Regions from separate parts of the Zea mays genome. Here region 2 is linked to region 1. A link is a contact called in public Hi-C data. All regions are on one chromosome and are shown on one strand. The core of a region is the stretch at or near the end of the contact, and the rest is flanking DNA. Distances in the headings are between cores, read along the strand shown. Region 1 holds the start of LOC100282377 (Ser/Thr-rich protein T10 in DGCR region). Region 2 holds the start of LOC103641981.

The links. Hi-C and Micro-C count contacts between places; a contact is called where the count stands out from the background.
Region 2: a Hi-C map of endosperm shows a contact between it and region 1, with 2.4 times the contacts expected there. The contact joins the promoter of LOC103641981 here to the promoter of LOC100282377 in region 1. A contact is called at or near these places in 3 of 25 Hi-C or Micro-C datasets (ear, endosperm and tassel).

Annotation. Positions count from the first base shown.
Region 1 is chr10:140,410,512-140,415,249 of Zm-B73-REFERENCE-NAM-5.0, reverse strand. LOC100282377 (Ser/Thr-rich protein T10 in DGCR region) reads left to right here and starts at 2,563. Exons shown (of 5, transcript NM_001412108.1): 1 at 2,563-2,701; 2 at 2,803-2,988; 3 at 3,375-3,578; 4 at 4,377-4,571; 5 at 4,657-4,738. The coding sequence starts at 2,633.
Region 2 is chr10:140,560,760-140,565,497 of Zm-B73-REFERENCE-NAM-5.0, reverse strand. It overlaps LOC103641981, which reads right to left and starts at 2,644. Exons shown (of 39, transcript XM_008665285.3): 1 at 2,389-2,644; 2 at 870-919; 3 at 601-700; 4 at 361-468. The coding sequence starts at 2,454.

The DNA.
Region 1 (4,738 bases), core at 1,314-3,813:
ACCGAAGCAACATGAATCAATAAATCATCCCAGTGGCTAGAACCCGATCCATACAACATGACTGAAGACTCCTGATAAGTAATGGAAAGCCACTTATAACGCCAGTGCACCTTCATAGGACTATGAATCTCTAACCAATCCATGCCCAAGATCAGATCATAAGTGTGAATGGGCAACACTTTCAGTTCATGTTGAAACCATAAACCCTGAATGCACCATTCCGCTTGAGGCCATGTTGTAGAACACTTCATAACACCCCCATTGGCCACTTTAACCGACACCCCAGTCTTTATAAGTGATACTGACTTTAACTTAGCAAGCAAAAGTTGACTGACAAAGGAATGTGTGCTTCCAGAATCAATCAGTATGGACACTGGCACATTCTGCATCCTACCATCCAACAGCAAAACACCTTTTGTTTTGTCATCCAACACGGCTGCAGACAAAGTAACAGAGAACAACTGCTCTTCTGGAGAAGTCTTCGAATGAGTTGGGGATGATGTTTCCTCCTCAGGAAGTCACTCCCAAACCTCCTGCATTGCTTGCAACTGAACAATAGTGCTACAAGTGTGCCCTCGGTACCACTTCTCCGCACAACATTCACATAATCCTTTAACCCTTCTGTACGCACGCAAAGCTGACATGCGTTCTTCCATGGTTTTGGGTTGAGCCACTAGTCGGCGGTCAGGTACTGTTGGAATAGAGCGCCCAACCTGGGGTGGAGGTGGCAATGGAAAGGGTCCTTTAGAATCAGATTTCGACCAATTACCCTGACTCAACTTGGGCATCTCGCGGCGCCTCATAGGTTCAGAGACCTCTTCCTGCAACAAGGCAAGGATACAGGTTGTATCCAAATCACCAGGTCTCTGGATCATCACCACCGCCCGCACATCATCCTGTAACCCTTCTATAAATCTGGTCGTGAAATACAATGAATCAGACACAATTTCATAAGCAGATAATTGATCCATCAAAGTGGAAAACTGAGCAATATATTCAGATAATGTGCCCTTTTGTTGAATGCGAAACAGGTGGCGGAGTAAGGACTGCTGTTGGTCTTTGCCAAATCCGTCCAACAGCAATTTGCAAAACAGAGGCCAACACAATTCAACATATCTCCGTTGCAATGCCTGAAACCAGCAACCCACCGCAGGAGAAAAATACATGGACGCTATTCGCACCCACGCCTCAGATTCCACTTCATACATAACAAAATATGCCTCACATCGAGCAATCCACAGCTGGGGATACTCACCATCAAACAGAGGAAATGACAACTTGGGTAACTTCCCCAAAGAACGACAACTAGACTCACCCGTCTTCAACAAAGTAGGAGATACAGGTGGGAACGAGAACTGAGGCATACCCTTAGTTGCATCGGGTATGTAGGTGTGGACAGATCCAAAGCCCTGGTCTTTCGATGATCGATCTCCGCGATGCTCCGAAAACCCTTCAGCATCTGATCCGAGAAGCAGCCGGCCCGCTGGAACACTGGGTTTTTGCAGCAACCCGGGTTCCACGAATCCTTCAAACGAAGAACGATCACACAACTTGTTCAGTTTCCGGATCTCCAGCTTGACATCATCCAAGGCGGTGTCGACCTTGGGTTTCCAAGCTGACAGCTCCGCGCCCATCTCCTCCAGGACACTGATCCGCTGATCGCGTGACCCCGCCAACTCAGAGAACTTCATCTCCAATTTCTGATCCATGGCGGCGAACTTCTTTTCCATTTCGTCCAGGATCAATTTCGTGTTTATATCCATCGCTCCGACCTCCGAGTCGACGCTGAAGACGAGTGAAGTGATGGTGGGGTGGAGCAGGATCTAGAGTGGAATGGCTAAGATCGAGCCCTCTGATACCAAATGTTAACAATCGATCACAAGAACACACACATAAGAAGAGAAGACGTGGAGAACAAGATGGAGGACAGAAGCAGCTGCAGTTTAGTAGGTAGAATTCTGTTATAAATTATTCGATACCCCCATCAACTCTCTGCTTACAGACTTAATACTCTCTGCACAGCTGCCAGCGCATGAACACAGTCGCTCCTTTCTGGGCCTTGCTAAGCTGTCACCCACTCTGGACCCGTAACACGCACATTCGGCCTGTGTACACGAGTGCTCCTTCCTGGTCCATTCATTCCATCCTCTCCACCTGCACGGCCCGCCTCTTCAAGCTTCTTTTGTGGCGCCAAGGTGCTGACAAATACCTAGATTGTAATAACCATAAGCAGATTATTAGATGCTTATATAATCCATAAGCTGGTTATATAATTCTGAATAAAATAAATTGCTATAGAAGCTGTTTGGTAGTTTAAATCTGTGAAGAAGTTGTGCCAAATATAACTTTATAAAACCGCGTCATATCAAGTTATATTTTGTAAAAGAGAATAGAGGGAGTATTCAAAATTACTAACTTTTTTCAGGGACCTTTCTGCAAATACAGTAGTTGGCTGTCGCATAACAAGTTATATTTTGCAAAAGAGAATAGAGGGAGTATTCAATACTAACATTTTTCAGGGACCTTTCTGCAAATACAGTAGCATACTCGCATAGATAGATCCAACCATATTTCGATCCTCTTCAGGACGTTTCCACCTCCATCACCGCTGGTCGGCTATGTGCATCGCGGCATGGGCGTGGCACTGCCACCCGACGCACCGCCTGCTTCTGCTGTTCAATCGCGACGAGTATCACTCCAGGTGCGCGCCCCTCCCCTCGCCGTCCATCTCCACATCCCCATCTCTCTCTCTCTCTAAATCTCTAAGCCGGTACACCCGCGAATCGGTCCAGGCCGACGCAGCCGGCGCAGTGGTGGGCGGCGGGGGAGGAAGCCAAGGAAATCCTTGGAGGCAGGGACGAGCTCGGCGGGGGAACGTGGATGGGGTGCACGAGGGATGGTAAGCTCGCCTTCCTGACCAACGTGCGGGAACCCAGCTCTCTGATCGGGGCCAAGACCAGAGGACAGCTCCCGGTCAGGTTTCTACAGGTTCGGCCTTGTAAGCTTTGTGATGATGGCATGATTATAGAAGGATGAAGTTAGATTACTGTGTGGTCGTGCTCTGCAAGTCTGCATATGCTGCAAGGAAGAGAACGCTGCTTAAAATGTTCTGTGCCAGTAGGCAACTTGGTACAAATATGTAGGTGTTGACAATACCATCTGCAGAGGCATGGCTGTGTTTAATGTTAGATCGGTTCGCAGTCAAGTTCCAGCATTCGTCTTTGGTAATAAAAGAAACTAGCCTTTGCCTTTGTAAAACGCTTTCTAGAATTACATACCGAGTGGTCCATTTTGCTGCCTTCTATTTCAGCTTATGTTATCCCCATGGCTTCATTGTCTGTTTAAGAAATCCTCTACATTTATTCTGAATGTAGGGCAGCCTTTGTCCATTGGAGTATGCCACAGAAATTGCAAAGGAAGCAGATCAGTACAACGGCTTTAACCTTATATTGGCTGATGTGAACTCAGGAACCATGGTTTACATCTCTAATAGACCCGGAGGCGATCCTGTGATTCAAACAGTTGCTCCTGGGCTTCATGTGCTTTCGAATGCTGCAATTAATTCCCCTTGGCCAAAGGTAAGAGTGTAAGATATACATGGATTTTAGAAAGATATTGTGAATGTTAGGAACACAATTATTTTTGGAAGTTGTAATACACTTCAAAGTTGAGATTCTGGTTCTTTGAAGAATCTAATGCCACAATACTTGTTTGGTCATGGCTGTAGTCTCGACAGTCCAGGTCTATTTGATCTTCCATCAGTTTATTATGGAAAAGTCCTATTAGTGAAACACCAGAATGCTCATGTACCTTGCACTTTGTTGTGACATGCTAGCTCTGCCTTCTTAATGCCATTCTTCGATGGTTTTTATTGTTGATTGTTAGGTTATTTCATCAGTAAATGCTCTTATGTTATTCATTGATGTTACAAGTCCATGATCGTCTGCAGTTAATATATGGAAACTAGTATTCCATAATGGAACTTGCACAATTATGTTCTACCCTATAATGATGCCTAAGATATCTATTGGAGTCAAATGACGGGTCTATGTGTATTATCTTTGCTTTCTCTGAAACTGAGCAGATAACTTGGTCAATTTAGCTGCATAGGTTTATTCTTCGTGTTGGTTTAGTAGTTCTGGATTTCATAAGTTTTATGTAACACTATGGGCTATATTCTAGTTTCATCAAGTAAACCTAGTCTTGTTCACTTCATATGTGCTCTGCTCCCTAGTCCCTATTATTAAGTATTGATGTACATATACCATCATTTTCTACTCTTTTAAGTAATTTTCAGACTAAGTATCTTCCAATAATTTAAAATCAAACAATTGTCGAACATGGTTTACTTGTGGCATTCGTTTCTCACCGTGCAGGCAATGCGCTTAGGACAGAGTTTCAAAAGGTATTTGACAATACACGATGATGCAGAAGCCTCTTTAAAACAAATGGTAGAAGAGTTGATGATGGATACTGCCAGACCTGATAGATCTATGGTGCCTGACACCGGCGACGACCCTGAGTGGGAGTACAAGCTAAGCTCAATATTCATTGACACTGCAAAGGAACAGGCAAAAACCATGGTGTTCAGTATTTCAGTAGCTACCATTATTCTGTTTGGAAATAAATTATATCCATTTTTCTTCTTGATTTCAGGCACGATATGGAACACGAAGCATGGTGGCACTAGCAGCGAAATTGGAAGGTGAGGTAACATTCTATGAAAGGTACTTGGAGA
Region 2 (4,738 bases), core at 1,395-3,894, 150 kb before region 1:
AGATAGAAGTATGCATTAGCACCAAAGGAGTGGAGGATATAACCTATGAAGCAAACATGAACCTCATGTAAAATAAAAGGGAACTTGTCACTAACAAAATAAGAAGGTTCAGGTTAGCTGGTTACAGATTCACCAAACATTTCTTCTTGAAAAAACAAAATATATATACATATATATATTCATACACTGCAAAGACAACTTTACTGAAGATTAACTGCGATCAGTGAATGATAAGCACTCATTAATGTGCCTTTTCTGGTTGATAATTTGACCTATATCAAACATAAGTGGTATTACCACATTGGTTTGCTTATTAAAAGTGCATGGTCCATGTACATCTTCAGCAATCAGCACATTTACCTGTTGGACTTGTTGGTGTAATGTGTCAAACTGATCTACAGTACAACAGACATCGCCAGTGATTGTTGGGCACAAACTTTGGATCCTTGAAGAAAACAATGTGTCTGGCTGGAAAAACAATAAAACACTTGCTAAACAGGCCACATTTGAATAATCATAAATATTTTTCAAAGATATAGGGTTTCTTTAACTATGTTATATTCAAATCAAGGTCCAAGGATCATATTGTCAGTTTGTCACCTTAACAGCTTTGGTTGCATTTGCACAGTTTAAGACCTTCCCGTCACTTCGTTGTGCACAAATGCCGTACATGGAACAGTAACCTTCTGCTGGTACAACCCTACAAAAGCAAAATGGTAAGATAGATGACCACCAAGGGCTCCAGGAATATGGAACACCAAGTATAGGCATGTAAAATAGTAAAATACAGCAGCATATTCTAGAAGCAATCAAGCATATGTTAGACTTCTGACCTACAATCAGTATAACACAGGTCACTGACAAGTTACCTTGAGCCATTGGATTGCTGCGCACTGATCGGGAACAGTAGATAACTGATCTGCACCATAGTAAAAATAAGTTAGATGTTATTTAGACCACCCGAATCACAGTGAAGTTCGACCATATCAACACGCTTGTACAATGTACTTTTATCTATATGATAGCCTACTTACACACTATACATGATCCAAATTAAATATTGTTTTCGCTCCATATACACATAACGGAAAAGTAAAGTGATATCTTAGGTATCAGCATAGTTTACCCTTATTAACTGCATACTCTCTCTTTCACCCCTGTAAATAAATAGAAACTACTAGCAGTGTTTGCAGGAAAATACATGGGATGTGATTGGGTGATATTGTTATGGTTTCAAATCCTCAGGGGGGAGTATGATCATAATTTAATCCACATACTTCAGAAATATAGTCTAGAAATCAATTTGCATAGCTAAAATTAAAAGGTCAATGCAGACACCGCCAAGTCAGCAGAAACTATAACCTAGCAAATTCTGAATAGCTTGCAATTGGAATACAGTTGTTGGCTTATTGGCCACATGAATGCAATTAATTCTCAAGGTCGAAATGCGGAAAACATGTGGAAACAGATTAATTATACAATGGAAGTTCCATGTGAAACCTGCAAAAGAGATAGTTCAACTAAGGAACATCACGACACGAATTGCAAAGTGTCGAGGTTCCAATCCTGTACAAGGACAATTACAGCAACAAATTACATTACATCTCATAACAAGAATCGAAGTTGACCATCCAACTTTAAAGAAGCAGATTCCCTTCAAATCAATATGTGATAAAAGGGGGAAAATCAGAAGAAGAAAAATTACAACAAACCCGTAAGATATATCCTGATAGCATGCATTTCAAAGCAAAAATAAAACAAAAACGGAGAGTTATGACGAAGGAGGCAAGCATAGCTTACTATAACCCAAACAGTGAAACAAAAAAAATTAACCAACTATGCCGAACTAAATTCCGTCGGCTTCAACTAAAATCGAACTAAATTGTTGACCCAACCGAGGAAAATAACTCCAACACCAATGAGGCAAAAATTATACGACATCGATCCCCGAAACTAAAACCCCCATACATACATGTCAGTTACTGGTAGTATAAACTGGTCTGACTATACTTGTACAAGGCATTCCCATCTCATCAGATACTCTTCCAAGTTCGGATGTTCCAACTCGAGAGATTTTGATAATTGACATTCAATTCGCCAACCTTTGACACTGTCAGAAAAGGCAAACACAATGCAATGTTCCAACCAAAATTGCATCTAACTCATGCAGCCATGCAAAAAATAGGAAGGAATGCGAGATTGGCAACCCAATAGAGGGTTATGTGGGCTCAGAACCCAAAGCATGACCAAAACCTCGTCCCAAAACACCGGCCACTCGGAGCGGCGGCCGCAGCCACGGCCGCTGCGGAGGGACCCGACGACACTCATGCGCCACGGCGCCAATAGCACACTACAAAACCCGTCGAGAATCGTGAGCTTGGGACTCACCTGCATCAGAGCGATCGCCGCAGCGGCGAAGGTGACAAACCCGCGCCGGCGCCCGACGGTGACCATCCTGTCTCCGGTTCGTCCTCGATATCTCGCGGCAGCGCTAAATGCCGAAGCGGAGGGAGGCGACGCGGGAGGGGCACCCGCACAGCACAGACTAGCGTGTGGGGACTGGGGAGGTGTGGACTTTTTTTTTGGAAGGAACCTCCCTGCTGAACTTATAACGGCGGGTGAAGGCAGCCCACGAATTCGCGTGGCGCCGGAGGAGACAGCTGCAGAAAAGGGCGTTTTCTGGCCAGTTACTCGATGATGATGAAGCATATCGTCAGACCCGGGTGTCAGCCAGCGGCTAGCGATGGGCTGGCATCCCGTATGGGAGATGAGAATGTGGTGGGACCAGACCAACCGCTTGCGGATTTTGCTCCTGGAGTGGACTGGTGGGTGGCACGGGCGAACTACCAGTATCCTGTATCCAGTAGCCAGTACTGCTACTACGGATACGTGATGCTTTCAGATGAATTGTTCCCTCGTTGAAGTTTGTATGTAATATTATAATTATATCTCTGTCCAGACTCCAGAAGATGGCGAATTGTATCTTACAAAAAAAAATCCTGGAGTTTGACTAAAATTAATGGGGCTGCTGATTTTTTAATGATTTGAACCGCTGCTGTGGTGGATTTGCTACAATCTATTTAATATATGAGAACTAATTACTAGCTAGCTACAGATTAAATAAAATTAGATCTACTATTAGTATTAAGGGTGTTTGGAACGACTCTAGGTTACAGCTCCAGTGTAAAATTGTTGTTTATAATATTAATTTAAATAGTTCTTAAAAAATTTTATTCTAAATAATAAACGAAATAATTTATCTAAATATCTTTCCTTCTCTTGTCAGTGTGCAGACCACCATAATTGGTCTCCAACCCCTGCGCACCATCCTCCCATGTTGGTTGCCCCGTGGCTGCCACGGCAGGCCACCAAGGCCCTCAAACCATTACCATCGTCATCTTCGACGCCTTTTACAACCTCCGACAGTACAAGTATTTATACAAAAGTAATTGTTTAGAAAAGGAATAGACAATATTTTCACATGAAAGTTAACAAAGTTAGAGGTCGAAACTAACGACAGTGTTATATAGAAAACCAAATTTATATCTAGTGTCAAATAAAGAAGATCTGTATTTAAGGATCATTTCAAACAAGGAATATCTGTGGTGTGTAGGCCACGAGTGGCTACCAGATTATGTAAAGCAACTTATCAGTGTGGAAAAGAATGACTAAAGATGAGATAAAATAATGAGTCGTGCCCGTGCCACTGCCGTTTGAGCAAAATCGTGCAAATCGACTGCGGAAGGCAGAATTTATGTCGCCGCTTGCCTACGTACTGCTTACCCAAACAGACGTCAACCAGGTGTAATGATAGTTTTCGCCCCACCGAGCCTGTGGGCATCGCTTTCATATCAACCAGATCCATCATACATGATACATCCACCTCCACGGTACGGTGGTGGAGGACCTCAAGTACCGGGGCGGCGCCTTGCTTGCTCCGTGTTTTCTAGAAGGCTATCTGTCGATAACCTCGTATGTCCATCTGTACTAACAACGTCACGGGCAGCCAGTGCTCGGAAAAGGGAAAGAGAGAATGCTCCACTCCTCACGATTGGCGGCATCTTTTTTGGCTGAAGTTGGACCGGTGTTCTTTTCCCCCTGGTGCGGCACTCTAGCGTTAGCGTGGAATGTGGACCTGAAGAGCACGCCGGCGCCAGAGCGGTTGATGAAAGAAATTTTTGTGCAACAGAGATTTCTTGGCGGGTTGCAACCTATACTGTTTGAACCGTAAAAGAGCCGGCGGACGATCCGGCCCTGAGGCCGGACGGTCCGCGGTCCGGACAGTCCGCGCCTGTGGGCCGGACGGTCCGCGCGTGCGCAGAACAGATTAGGGTTCCGAGTTTTGTGCTACAGTTGTTAGCTAGATTCGCGGAATTAGCTCGGAATCAGTTGTGTAAAGGGTCCAGCCCCCCTCCTCTATAAATAGAGAGGTCTACGGCCGATTTGTAATCAACAATCGAATCAATACAATATCTATTTCGCATTTTATCCTAGGAGTAGTTCTAGTCTAGTTTAGGTTTAGCCTCTCGATCCCCAAATTCTTCGTCTCTCTTCGACTCTACGTCGATTAGAGGAGTCTAGGTCGGTCGGCCCGGGCCTAGACACCACCTAGGATCTTTACTCCCCGACGGGGTCCCTCCCGGGAGCGAGATCCAGGCGCCGTCGGCGATCTTCCGCCGCCCCTGCGTACGCGCGGACCGTCCGGCCGTCAGGCAGGGAACCCGGGCTCCTGCACCAG